Regions from separate parts of the Mus musculus genome. Here regions 2 and 3 are each linked to region 1. Evidence: chromatin contacts called from public promoter capture Hi-C data. All regions are on one chromosome and are shown on one strand. The core of a region is the stretch at or near the end of the contact, and the rest is flanking DNA. Distances in the headings are between cores, read along the strand shown. Region 1 overlaps Gm40687 (a long non-coding RNA gene). Region 2 holds the start of Ank3 (ankyrin 3, epithelial). Region 3 has its middle 7.4 kb from the start of 4930533K18Rik.

Region 1 (4,218 bases), core at 910-3,409:
GCCATAGAAACCCTAAGAAAGACATCCTGTAAGTGCCATAAACTCACTGTTTCTCCCTGGGGAACTATGATGAACTTGTACTTCAGTTTGTCATCAGGACCTTAGGAGAAGGGGTAGACGCTGTTGGTGTCTCTTCCAGGGCAGGGATTGTGGCAATACATACACATACTTATGCATTTTGGTTTTGGGGATGATATAGACGAAAACTAAAGGAATGGTTGCGTCTTGTAGGAGAAATCTTACCCTTCATTTTCTTCTGACCATTTGAATATTTCTTTAAAATTATTTATTTATTTTATGTACGTGAGCATACTCTTGCTGTCCTCAGACACACCAAAAGAGGGCATCGGATCCCATCGTAGACAGCTGTGAGCCACCCTGTGGTTGCTGGGAATTGAACTCAGGACCTTTGGAAGAGCAGTCTGTGCTCTTAACCACTGAGCCATCTCTCCAGCCCCTTGAATATTCTTCACAGGTGCATATGGATCTCATATAGGAGAAAATGTTAAAGGTGCTGATTGTGTAGGTGGGAGTCAGGGAGAGAAGTCGGAGCGGCTCTTGGTTTACAACATTACAGCAGCATGTTATGTTGCTTGCCAGATAAAATCTAGGATGCTCAATTATAATTTAATTGTCAGATAAAAAGTTCATGTGTGTGTGTGTGTGTGTGTGTGTGTGTGTGTGTGTGTGAAAATGAGCTTTGGGATCCTCGTTACCGTTTCTGCATTCTGTAGCCTAACCTGAAGGTGTTGCTGCTGGTGGGGAACCCGAGGACCAGGACACTCATCTCAGTATTCCTTGGAGAAAGCCATTCTGAATTTGAGAGGTTAGCAGAGTCCAGGAGTCCAAGGTGCCAGGCAGAGGCTGGGACTGGAGGTGGGCTTTGTGTGGAGTCCCAGAATGCAGTGTGCACTCCAGGGGTGTCCTGTGTAGTCTGAGGGAGGGTGCCAAGGGCACTGAAACTGTTAGGCTACCAAATCATTTCTCTCAGGAATCTCATCCCAGCAAGGAAAAGCTGACGACTCCCTCTGCAGCAGCCTCGGAGGTTAAGGAAGGCGTCCCAAGCAAGAGCCTGACATTTATCTTCAGGGCTCTGCTGCTACCACCAAGAATGTCAACCTCAGCAGGGCATGGTGGCGCATGCCTTTAATTCCAGCACTTGGGAGTTAAGGCAGGCAGATTTCTGAGTTCGAGGCCAGCCTGGTCTACAAAGTGAGCTCCAGGACAGCCAGGGCTATACAGAGAAACCCTGTCTTGAACCCCCCCCCCCCAATAAAAAGAATGTCAACCTCTTTGGGGTCCAGGACATTGTGGGCACCTTGGAATGGGCACAGGGAACCAAGAGGCCCCCAGCCTAACTGGATAGGACTTCAGGCAGGCAGTCGGGACACGGGAGCCGAGGGACTAAAGACTCTATTTTTCCTCAGTGGACCAGAAGCACTTCAGTATTTCTCAAGCACCATTGAATGGCAGCATCTGAAGAAGGTACATGTACCAAATATACAGCGAGACATTTTCTTAGAAGAAAAGAAACAGGAGAAATTAATTTTGCTGTTTCATCTTGCTTGAGAGGCACAAAATGCTAAACATGTAATCAGTATATGACTAATTAATGAGATTGATGATTAATGAGAGACTTTGACTTTTTAAAAGTCTATCTCAAAATCCAGAGAGCACAGAGAGGCCACATGTGGTGACCCCTCCCCACAGGCCTATGAGGAAGGCTCGCTCCCTCCCTCCCTCCCTCCCTCCCTCCCTTCCCAGCTTTCTGGGGATTTGGTGCCCCGCCCCCCAACTCCCGCCCCACCCCCACTCCTCTGTCAACCTTCCCAGCCTTTAACGTGTGCAGGTTGTGCCAAAATCATATTAGCTGGCTCAGCTCCCGGTGCAATTATATTAGTTACCTGGCCTGTTAGCCCTGCCTTGGCCATGGAAGCTGAGCCTTACCCCTCTTTAAAGCTTCCTTGAAGACTCAGGCATAGTTTACTTGCACCCTTGAGCTCCTGAACACAGGCGCCATTGGGTTCCTGAGGATAGGTGGAGATGCGTAGTGAGCTGAGGCCTTACCCAGGCCTCTTTTCGAGCCACCTGAGATGGGGGCTTCTTTGCCTTCGGTCTTCTCCATAGGGCGAGCCCTGCATGCATAAGAGTTATTCCCTGTACTCTTGCGCCACCTTGTGGTACTTGTGAAAAATCCGAAAATGGCCTCCCGCATCTAGGTCTCACCTAGCAGAACAGCCTGGAAGGACCAGCTGGCTTTTGTAATCGCCTTTAGTCTGAGAGGAAATGAGATTTGTTACTGAATATGCACCGTCTCCTAGGGGTCGAGCTGCCTGCGGAGAGTTCAGTCGCTGTAGTGACTACAGCCGGAACAAAGAGGAAGCATAAATTCCAGGCTGCTCCTCTGTCGTTTAGACAGAATCCTGTCCTAAGCCTAAATGTATGTGGTCTGTCCATTGGAGTTAGCTCTGGCCATGACCAGTCCAAAACAAACAAGCAACAAAAATAAGCAAATATGTAAAGATAATAAAGTCTGATAAGGCTGGTTGCAGCCTACTATGCTTGACAATACAATAATATTGTCTTATTCCAAGCCTTATATGCTTGGAAATCCCTGTATCAAGGAAGGAGTGTGAGGGCTAGGGAGATGGCTCAGTCAGTCAAGTACTTGCCTTGCAGCTGGGGGGCCTGAGTTTGAACCACAGAACTCACACAGGGGATCGGTGTCCCAACTCTGGGTTGGTTTAGACAAGCCGATTCCACTGGCTGGCCAGCCACTCTAGTTTACTTGGTGAGTTCCGGGCCAAGGAGAGACCTGTCTCTGAAGACAAGGTGGATGGATGGCGCTTGTGTAATGACACCCCAAGTTTTCCTCTGGCTTCTATGCATGGGGACAACGTGTGAACACACAGAAGGTTCCTCAATCATGTTCCAACAAGGGACAGGAACAGTGGTTTTCATCAACAGAGCTGGGCAACACATGCCCCCTCCTTCTCCCTCAATGATTTTTCTGTATGCTGCACACCCCTGTCCCCTGAGTCATAAGCCACCTGCAATTTCAGACTGGAAATAAAATCAGCCCCAGACCCTGACTTTGCCGGGTCTTGCAGGAGAGATGACCCCATGAAGCTGAGTCTGCTCTTTGCTTCAAGTTTTTACTGAGGCTTATGGCTGCCAGAGCAGAAGTTTCCCCATGGCCACGGTGGCTTTGGGAGGCCTTGCTAAATAGAGTACCTCAGAAATACAAAGTCCTTCCCACCCGGTGGCCCCAGCACTTAGAGTTCCTAAGTGTATTTTTCATTTCCGTTAAGGCATCAAAAGCCTTTAAAGTCCAATTTTGTAGGGAAACAATTTAAGCTTTTACCTGACATCCCAACCTTAGCATAAAAGTTCTCATTATGTGGGTTCTATGGGAGATGTTCATCAATGGGAGCCAGTGACGGAATTTGGTCCTTTCTCCGCGAGGGTGTGTCAGCGTGAGGCACTTCAGGAGGTCGGATGTCTGTGCACCATCTGTAGCTTTACACATCTATACGTCTACACACGTACGTATGTCTGAGGGGCAGAGGCTAGAGGTTTATGGGAAGAAGGTATTGAGCTTCTGAACAGTACCTAAGATCTTCTGTTAGTCCTGGCATCAGGAGAGAAGTTGGGAGCTGAGATGTCTAACTCAGGACTTGCAAGTTCCCATCCTGGTGCGGGAGCAGACTCGGAGGCAGCCTCAGCCAGTGAGTCACAGAACTCAACACTGGCAAGTAAGGCATCCTCACAGAGGACACTGGAACGGGTGGAGATGGGGCAGGGTGGATGGCCCGGCAGTTAAGACCACTTGCCGCTCTTCTCAGAGGACCCAGGGTTGGTTCCCAGCACCCATGTGACCATTCACAACCATCTGACCTAGGCTGGGTGGTCTCTGTTGTACTAAGCTGAATGATGGGGTGAAGGTATGGCTGTGGCCAGGTCAGGGAGTGGGGGAGAAGCAGATCTGTTTTAAATTGTGTCCTCTTAACCTATACTAGAAAGCCTTTCCCAAGACCTGTTTCATGACCCTATGTAGAAAGATACTCATCTATCTCCCGGGTTTTCACATGCTACCCTTTCAAATAGCACCCTCCTAAGACACACAGACATGGAGGTGACCTTTCATGGAGAGGTGGCCCGATCATGCTCCCTACATCCTTCACAGCACAATGTGGAAGGCTGTGAGGTCCTACACAC
Region 2 (4,218 bases), core at 525-3,024, 760 kb before region 1:
AGGTTATCTCTGTGGCTTGTCGAGTGAAGAGTTGAAGATTTAAATGGGATATTCAGACTTGACTTTACCTGCATGGATAGTTCAGTTTATGGAGAATTCATACAAAGCACCGACTTCATAGTTTCTCCCTCAGAGCATAATGCAAATAAGCCCAGGCTCATCTCACTGCAGTCAGGGACAGATCAACCCAGGGACGTTACTATCATTCCCCAGACTGCCCGGTCCTGAAGATGAGCAAGCACTGAATTAATGAAAAACTTGAAGGAACCATCCTACCGTGTTAATGGTTTTTCTACCTTTTATTACTCTGCCAGAGAAACATTCCAGAACAGCAGCAGAAACGGGAGAGACAGGTTAGCAGCTGCTCAAAGCTGAAGGAACCCCCAGGTCACGGAGGGGTGGGGCAACCGCCATCAATGCTCCCTGCCAGCCTTTGAGTGGTGGTTTACTGTTTGTAATGCGCAGCCGCAGAACAACCATTAAATAACCCACAGTGCGCAGGATCTCCATGGGTCGCTGGAGCAAGCACTTGTAACCCTGGTGTCCATGACAGAGCTGTCTCAAGCTGCCCTCATGCTCACTCATTTTTAGGGGGGTGGCGCTTGGGGAGTCCAGATTTGTTGAACATAGGTACAACCCTGCTTAAATGATAGATGAGAAATGGTGATTTTGGCTTCAGTATTTTAGCATTGTGTCTCCAGTATTAAATAGCTCCATGTACCTCACTGAAAACTGGCCTTCTGGGTCTCATTTACGCTCCTGTATGTCTTTGATCATATTAATTAAAATCCACTTCCCTGAGCCAGCCTCCTCTCTGGATTCCCGCTCGTTCCTCCCTTCCTAGTGTACATGTGTTTTAGCTCAAGGGACCTGCTTCCATCTTAAAGGTGATCTGGCCGGGATTGGGGGGGGGGGACCCAGAACCTTATTCCTTCCTAACAAGAATGGATTCCTAACACTTTCCAAAGATGCTTAAGCGACCACACCCGACAGTAAATCAGCTGTGTTCCGATGCGTGGACCATTTTGGAGACTTTCCACAAAGGAGTGAAGTCACCCAGAGACCTCTCAAAATCTTGGTGGCCCAGAGCAGGAGTGTGTGCCTCTGTGTGCTTGGGGACCCTGTGGTGGCTGTAATGTGGCCAGAGACCTGCACTGACCTGAGTGCCTTATCCAGGAGCACAGGATGTTTCTGGCACAGAAAAAGCCAGGGGCTGAACCTTTTGGATTTCTTGAATATTCTGGAGGGCTCCTTTTCATGGTTGGTTTGATATATTCATGACCAAAGCTTGAATGTGGTACTGGCAACTTAGGTATGGGCTCCGTGTGACAGATTCTTCATTAGAAGTCCATAGCTTTGGTTAGGCAATCTGCAAACTTTATTTTATTTTATTTTATTTATTTTTTGCTAATTACATTTTAAAACAAAACAAACAACAACAACAAAAACCACCTCACTGGGTAAGAATCCAGCTTTGTCTTCTGTAGTAACAGGTCTCTTTATTGTTTTTAATCATGGGGTTGGGGTTGGGGGTGGGGGAGAGAGAGAGAGAGAGAGAGAGAGAGAGAGAATGTGTGTGTGTGTGTGTGTGTGTGTGTGTGTGTGTTTTCACGAACCAGTAACCCGATCTCTCGTTACCACCCCCACTGCTGCCTCCTGGGTATACCCAATGCTTTCAACACATGTGTCCTCTGGAGGCTTGATCTCAGAGCATTTACATTCGGCTTGGCTTCCCAGCTTGCAAACTGCAGTGAGCCAGCCCCTGGGACGCTTCAGAGATTCGTCAGCAGTCTAGCTTATTCCTGTGTGTGTGTGTGTGTGTGTGTGTGTGTGTGTGTGTGTGTGTGTGTGCAGCGCACATGCACGTATGCCTCCCCCTTTCTCTCTCTCACCATTTCCAAGCTAGAATCACCGTGGAGAAGCAAGCCCTGAAATGTTGTCAAGATCTTTTCTCGGGGTAACGACTGGCTAAAAAAACAAATAAAAAGAGAGAGAAAGGAAGAAAAAGAAAGAAGGAAGAAAGGAAGGAAGAAAACAAAGGGTTGGAATATTGATTTTTCTTTGGAGGAATAACCAGGGCTTTGCTGGAGAGAACACCCAGTTCCTCCCTGAGGCGAGCTGAGTTGCCCGTGACAGCAGCCAGGGCTGGCTTGAAGCAGCCGCTCTGCCTGGGGAGTTCCCTAAATGGACTTTGGTCTCAATGCTGTGACTCTTTGCCGTGGGTTTGGATGTGGGAACACGGAAGGTGATCTCCTGCCTCGTCTCAACTCCCCTGATCTCAAGGAAAGATGAGTGAAGAGCCAAAGGAGAAGCCCGCCAAGCCTGCTCATAGGAAGAGGAAAGGAAAAAAGGTAAGAGGCAGGATCAACACGTTCTTCATTGTTCTCCCGGCTCCCGGGAGGTGATCTGGAGGCTGCCTTTTCCAGAGAGCTGTCTTTAGCCCGAGAAAGAAGCCACTAGAAGCAAGAATTGCTTTTGTTTTTTTCTCCCCTGTTAATGGGGTGTGTTCTGGGTTGCTGGCAAACACCTCGACTGGGGTCTATGGCTACAATATTGAAACAGTTAAAACATTGTGATTTGGATTTGCTGAGCTAGTGTTCCCTCTAATAGCAATGAAAGGAACATTAAGTAAACATATGTCCTAATTATGTGAGTGGGTGTGTTTCCCCTACCTTTTGAATTTTCCCCATGCTTGTGATCGGTAGGGTACAATTACTAATGAATATTCTTATGTTATGGATGCTAAGCTTTAATATATATTTTAGGCAAACTTGGGGAAACCTGTAGTTAGACTTTAAAAAAAAAACCCAGCATGGAGGTGAGCTCCATTTTAATTATCGATTCCTTTGATGGCGGATAAATCTCGGGTCTGCATTCAGCCCAGCTGCCTGTCAGCCATATGTCTCCAGGATCCATTCAGTTCATGGGATTCATTCTGCTTTCCACGCGGTTTGAGGTTTTGTCAAAAGAGCGGCAGAGGATTGCAGCAAACCTGTAGATTCATTCTGGGTGTCACGAATGTGCGTGTCATCCTAAGATGTGCCCTGAACTTTTCTGTTCATTTTGAAATGGGAAAGAAAGGTGATTCTCAGATGCGGGACTGTGATTTTTTTTTTAACCCACTGTGGCTCATAAACTGTCTCAGATTTAAGGTGTGCCACCAGAGGCAAGGCTAGATACATCTGGAACAAAGAAAAACAGGTCCCTTGAAACAGGACTGTAGCTCATGGCTTGTTGAAGGAGGATGGGTGATGGGCTCTCTGCGTCTTCAGTTCGAATTCTTAGATTTTTATGCTTTAATGCCCAGGTCTGATATATCTGCTGATGTCTCTTTAAAATGATTCCTTGCCTCCCAATGTGATGTATGCTCAGCCAGTGGACGCCCAGGGAATGATTGGGTATAGTAGAGAACATGAAAGATTGCAACCCTTGCTTGAATCGATCAAGCATTTCAAAAAATGCTCATAGCCTACTTACTATTTATGAAAAAGGTTCCTCTGAATAAGACATACTTTAATGGAGCTGCTACCAGCAGGCTCAGCTGAGGCATGTTCGGGGACATGCCAACATTCTTGGGCAGCCGTTCAACACCCTACCAAGTGAAGCTGTACAGATTGGTTTGAAGTCAGCTCTCCCCTCTTGGACCTTGGCTCCACAGGGCTTGACGGTATCAGAAAAGGTGCGAGTGTGATTTCCCCAGGGAGCGGGTCGCAGCTGCACAGCACAAATGATTTGCTTAATGCCTAGCCGAGGGGTGGCCTTTCTCAAGGCAAACTGTCAGCTCTGCTCATGTTTCTGAGCTGATCCCCTTAAGTGCCTGACAGGCTCCACCACGATTCTGAACACAGAGTGTCACAGAGAACCCAGGCGGACACATGAAGCCTGACAGCCCAATCTAGATGAAAATGAACAGCGTCTTGGGGTGGCTGTAAATCACGTGGACTCTTTGGACCTGATTCTTTTTTTTTTTTTTCTCCCCCCTTCCCCTTGAAATTTTTTTTCCGGCATTATCTCATGTCTCCCATGAGGTGATTCTGTGTGGTGCAGCGCACAATGCATTAGACAGCCATGAGCCCTTCCCATTCGATGCCACAGTGTCCTGCCTGCTGCCTCCATGTTCTTGACTAAAGCCTCCGTTGCCCCCCCCCCCCCCACTTCTAAAGTCTGTGTTGTGGCTCAGTGGACTCCAAATTCCAGACCACCAGACTCCAGTCCTTC
Region 3 (4,218 bases), core at 1,027-3,526, 560 kb after region 1:
ATACATACATATACAAGCATACACAAATACACATACAAACACGCACAAATACACATGTACATACAGAAACATGCACAAAAACACATATACATAAACATACACAAATATACATGCTTACAAACACACAAATACATATAAACATACACAAATGTATACACATACACATACACACACACAAACACACACACATAGATATACCACACAACAAATATATATGTTCACAAACGAAGTCAGAATCATTCAAATATAAACTATTTTATAACTTAAATGATGTATGTTTATCAGCACTCTAGTTAAAAAGATCTACACAGTTTTATAGAAACATTAAGTGCTAAACTACAGCGCTTTCTAAGTGGAAAAGTCCGTGAAAGTTTATCTCAGGCTCAGCCAGGAAGGTGAGTATGTCATGCTCTGTCTACACAGCAAGAAGGAAGATGGCCACCCTACGAAAGCTGATTTCTAGCCGAAGCTCAAGGCTCTGGAGCCAAGTTTTCAGTCCACACTGCTTCCTTCTGCCTCTGCTAAGGAAAGCAAGGCTCCACCTGAGGCTTCTGAGTGCTTCCGGTTAGCTGAAGTAAGGATGAGTTCTAGGACAGATGAGGCCACACAAAGCCTTTTGCCAGTCCTGTCTAGAAACAGACCAATCAATCAATCAATAAGGATGAATTTCCCTGACCAGTTTGCTTCTAAGGATTTTTATCTTTAGGTTATCAACACTGTTTATAAGAAAGTAGGTTAGAGAAACAGAGGTAGACAGTCAGAAGAAACAGAGACACAGACAGAGACAGACAGAGGCAGAGGGGGGGGGCAGAGAAAGACAGAGAGAGAAGGACAGAGACACAGACAGAGACAAACAGAGACAGGTTATTAAATAAAAAAGACACCCATTTCTTAAAGTGTACACCATCAGCGCAGCCCATGTTTTGCAGTGACTGTGTCCATGAGTCCTTCCTCCTCTGTCCTTCCTATGGGCAATTGCCATTTGGGTAAGGACCCAGGATGCTAAGGAATCAGAAAATCGGTCACAGCTTTGCAAGGCTTAGTGTGCTGTTTCTCTGGAGCAGCTGCTGATAGTCCCTGGGCTCATGCCTGGATCTTCTACCTTTGCTTGAAAATGACAAGGCCAGCGTCCTCATGGGCACCCCTTTCTGGACTTTCTTTCCTGTTTCTCCCGGGCAGCCTCACCTTCATCCTCCTGACATGAAACCACAGAACAAAATCATTGGCTTCCTAACATTATTGGTCCACAGTCTGCGTGCTTCCTTCTTTCCCACTCTCTCCAGATGCTCCGTCCTCAAGGCAGAAGATCAACATTAAAAACAGATGCCTTTCCCTCCCATCTTCCTCGTCCTTTAATCCTTCCAACCTGCCCTTGAAACATTTTTTTAAGAGATTTGGAAATCCAACATTGAGACATCCAAATTACAGTTTACCAGATACATTGTTCCAGGATGCAAAGCCAAGTTTGCATTTTGAATTTGAAATCAGATTTTAAAAAGAGCTGTCACACCGTGGCTTCTCATGGCTCCAACCCTGGAGACAGTGCTCCTTTCTCTGCACAGACCCCTCTGTGGCTCCTCTAACTTGATGCTCCCTCCAGGTATGGAAGATAGACTCAGTTTCGTGTGTAGCCTTCCCTATAATGGAGATAAAATGTCCACTCCTTAAATCTTACCCCTGTGGCTTGTGAGACCTGCATTTATCAGGACAGTTTGGACAGACAGAACCACGTTCACAGATTCTGCTAAATATCTTGTTTTACATTTTTGCTTCATGTTCAAATGGCGAGTAGCTATCATCCCTGGGGGGATGGAGGGACAGAGATTTGAGTAGAAATTGGTGCTGAGCCAGGTGCATGTCAGAATGCCTTGCCTTTGTGTGAGAAGAATGATTTTAAATTTCTTCTGCTCATACACCTACTGGGTCCTCCCTCCGATGTCAGACTGGACCCGGGTGCCGAGGTTGTAGGTTATCTAAATTGAGGCTGAGTAGATGTAATAATAGGAGATGTAGAAAGTTTGGCCTCGCCAAGATGTTTCTGAAGAGGCAGCCCCCATGCCTCCCTTCCTTACAGTGAGCTCCTGGCTCCTGGTCTCCTCCAGTATTGACTTCCCTCCCTGCCTTTGCCCAAGGTAGAGTTAGCTGGGCCACCTGTTTTCCCACTAATTTCTCTTCACCTCATTTACATGTTACAAGTTCTCTGTCACCAAGGCAACCAGGAGCAGAGGCAGAGTTGTCAGGGGCACAATGATTTCTCCATCTGGCCAAGCAGCAGCGGTTCTTGCTTGTATTCACTCTGGCAGGGAGACAAATAACAGAATTCGTCCCATCCCCCTCCCTCCACACTCTGGGTCTCAGGAACGACATTTACTCTCAGATTTGCCAGCAATTTATTTCCGCTTCTGATGCCTGATTTGTTTTCTTCGCTTGCTAGCTTACCCTTCCAGTCAATCTGTTACACTTCAAAATTGTCATTTTAGAAAAAGCTTATAAACACATGGTTCGTACAAACACACCTGTTCATGGACCCCTGCCAGTGAATGTATGTGTGTGTGTGTGTGTGTGTGTGTGTGTGTGTGTGTGTGTGTGTGTGTGCTCTGTGAGGGAACACAAGTGCTAAAAAAACCCGCTGATGGTTGTTAATTTTTCTGGGCATTTCTCATGGACAGACAGACAGACATGCTAATTGCACGGTTTTAGTAATGGAATATAAGCTGCAGAAAGTTCCAGATGGGCAGGGATGTTGGCTTTTAATCTTGGTTCTGCCAGCCCCACAGTTACCTGGCAACAGCCAGGTGTGCCTGACTCACTATAAAAGGGGCTGCTCATCCCTCCTCTCTTTCTTACTCTCTTGGTCTTGCTCTGTCCTCTTCCCTTTCTCCCCTCCACCCCCCTTTCTTTCCGTGTGCTCATGACCGGCCTCTCCTCTTCCTCCTCCTCCCCTTCTTCGTCTTCCTCCCCCCCCCCCTCTCTCTCTCTCCCTACCTACCTATCTCTGCCTGTAGCCCCTCAACTCCTCCGTCCCGTGCTCTGAATAAACTCTATTCTATACTATACAGTCTGTGGCTGGTCCCTTAGGGGAAGGGATGCCTCAGCATGGGCCCTCAGAGGCATGCCCTTCCCCCACACCCAACTACACATCCACCAAACATATTCTCCTCTTTATTTTTATAAAACACGACAAGGGCTACTTTAATAGCTTTTGATCTCTTGATAATTTCATCAGTTCAATCATCCTTAAGCTTTGTGTATGTAACAGTACAAAAGACCAACTAGGAGCCTACTCCAATACAAATCACATTATGGGCTCTTTATTTAAGTTCAACAAAACTGGAAGGACAGGAAGGTGGAGCTGCCCCAGCCCAGTTTCCCTGCCAGTATCTATAGAGGCAAGCAAACCAGCAAGGGAGTTTCTAGCCTGGCACACATTTGATTCCGGGAAGGGGTGGTGGGGGGAATGAGGGTAGGGAGTGTTACAGAATGTTATTGTCCTTTAACATAATTGGCTGGTGCTGGGAGCAAACCATAAACTTAACTTCTGCTTTTCTCCTGATTGATGGTTGTTAGGAAGTGAAGTACCAGGGGCAGGCTTGGAACCTGGGGGTGCAGATTTGTTGGGGAGTAACCTGGATGGAACCTAGTGCTAGGAGCCAGCTTGTTAGTTAACTCGAGTTCAGCCTTAGGTCAGGTTCTCTAAGATGGAGCCTAAGCCCCAAAGGTCTGGTCTCTCGTTCACACTCTTGAATTTTAGACCCAGGATACAGCTGTCCATATCTTTTGACATCTATACGCGATAGATACTCTTCCAGTCAACTAGTGCAGGTTTGTCCACTGAAATCAATCTTCTATCTTGCTCACAGTCTTATCCTATCTAGACATTCCCATTTCTGTTACCATGACAAACTTCTTCCACGTTTCCATGTAAAATTCCTTAGTTCACTTTAAAATGTCCTTTCACATCTTTGTGCCCTGAATTGACGTCAACCCTGCGGGCTATACTTTCAAAATATATTCAGAATTCAGACAAGCCAACTAAGCTTCCTTAACCTGGGGTGATCACAGCCATGCTTCCCTGGAATTGTTTCATTCATTTGTTCATACGTTCATTCATTCATTCTTCATTCTCTGTCTCATAAAGTGTAAAGGTAAAGACTAAGCCAGCTCAAATACGCTGTGGAAGATTTCTGTCTCTGTCAAAGCCAAAGCCTTTGTGTGGTT

The links. Promoter capture Hi-C pulls out the DNA fragments that hold promoters and counts their contacts.
Region 2: a promoter capture Hi-C map of hippocampal neurons shows a contact between it and region 1, with 4 times the contacts expected there. The contact joins the promoter of Ank3 here to the enhancer-like site in region 1. A contact is called at or near these places in 2 of 39 promoter capture datasets (the C10 cell line and hippocampal neurons), 1 of 484 Hi-C or Micro-C datasets (embryonic fibroblasts) and 1 of 9 other capture datasets (embryonic stem cells).
Region 3: a contact with region 1 is called in a promoter capture Hi-C map of hippocampal neurons, with 2.3 times the contacts expected there. The contact joins two enhancer-like sites. A contact is called at or near these places in 3 of 39 promoter capture datasets (the 3T3-L1 cell line, embryonic stem cells and hippocampal neurons), 3 of 115 datasets of contacts at active chromatin or transcription factors (all in embryonic stem cells) and 1 of 9 other capture datasets (embryonic stem cells).

Annotation. Positions count from the first base shown.
Region 1 is chr10:70,294,827-70,299,044 of GRCm38.p6, forward strand. The region is part of intron 2 of Gm40687 (a long non-coding RNA gene); the gene reads left to right. Among named protein-coding and RNA genes, the nearest start is that of Gm33704, 3.5 kb to the left of the region's middle. Within about 2 kb of position 2,160, at least 37 of the 459 cell types and tissues checked have an H3K27ac peak or open chromatin away from gene starts, as enhancers often do. A contact at or near this core is called in hippocampal neurons, where this site is marked.
Region 2 is chr10:69,531,934-69,536,151 of GRCm38.p6, forward strand. It overlaps Ank3 (ankyrin 3, epithelial), which reads left to right and starts at 1,775. Exons shown (of 43, transcript NM_146005.3): 1 at 1,775-2,351. The coding sequence starts at 2,289. Gm51806 (a long non-coding RNA gene) reads left to right here and starts at 2,357. Exons shown (of 2, transcript XR_003949008.1): 1 at 2,357-4,218.
Region 3 is chr10:70,859,100-70,863,317 of GRCm38.p6, forward strand. No RefSeq gene overlaps it. Among named protein-coding and RNA genes, the nearest start is that of 4930533K18Rik, 7.4 kb to the right of the region's middle. Within about 2 kb of position 2,277, at least 38 of the 459 cell types and tissues checked have an H3K27ac peak or open chromatin away from gene starts, as enhancers often do. A contact at or near this core is called in hippocampal neurons, where this site is marked.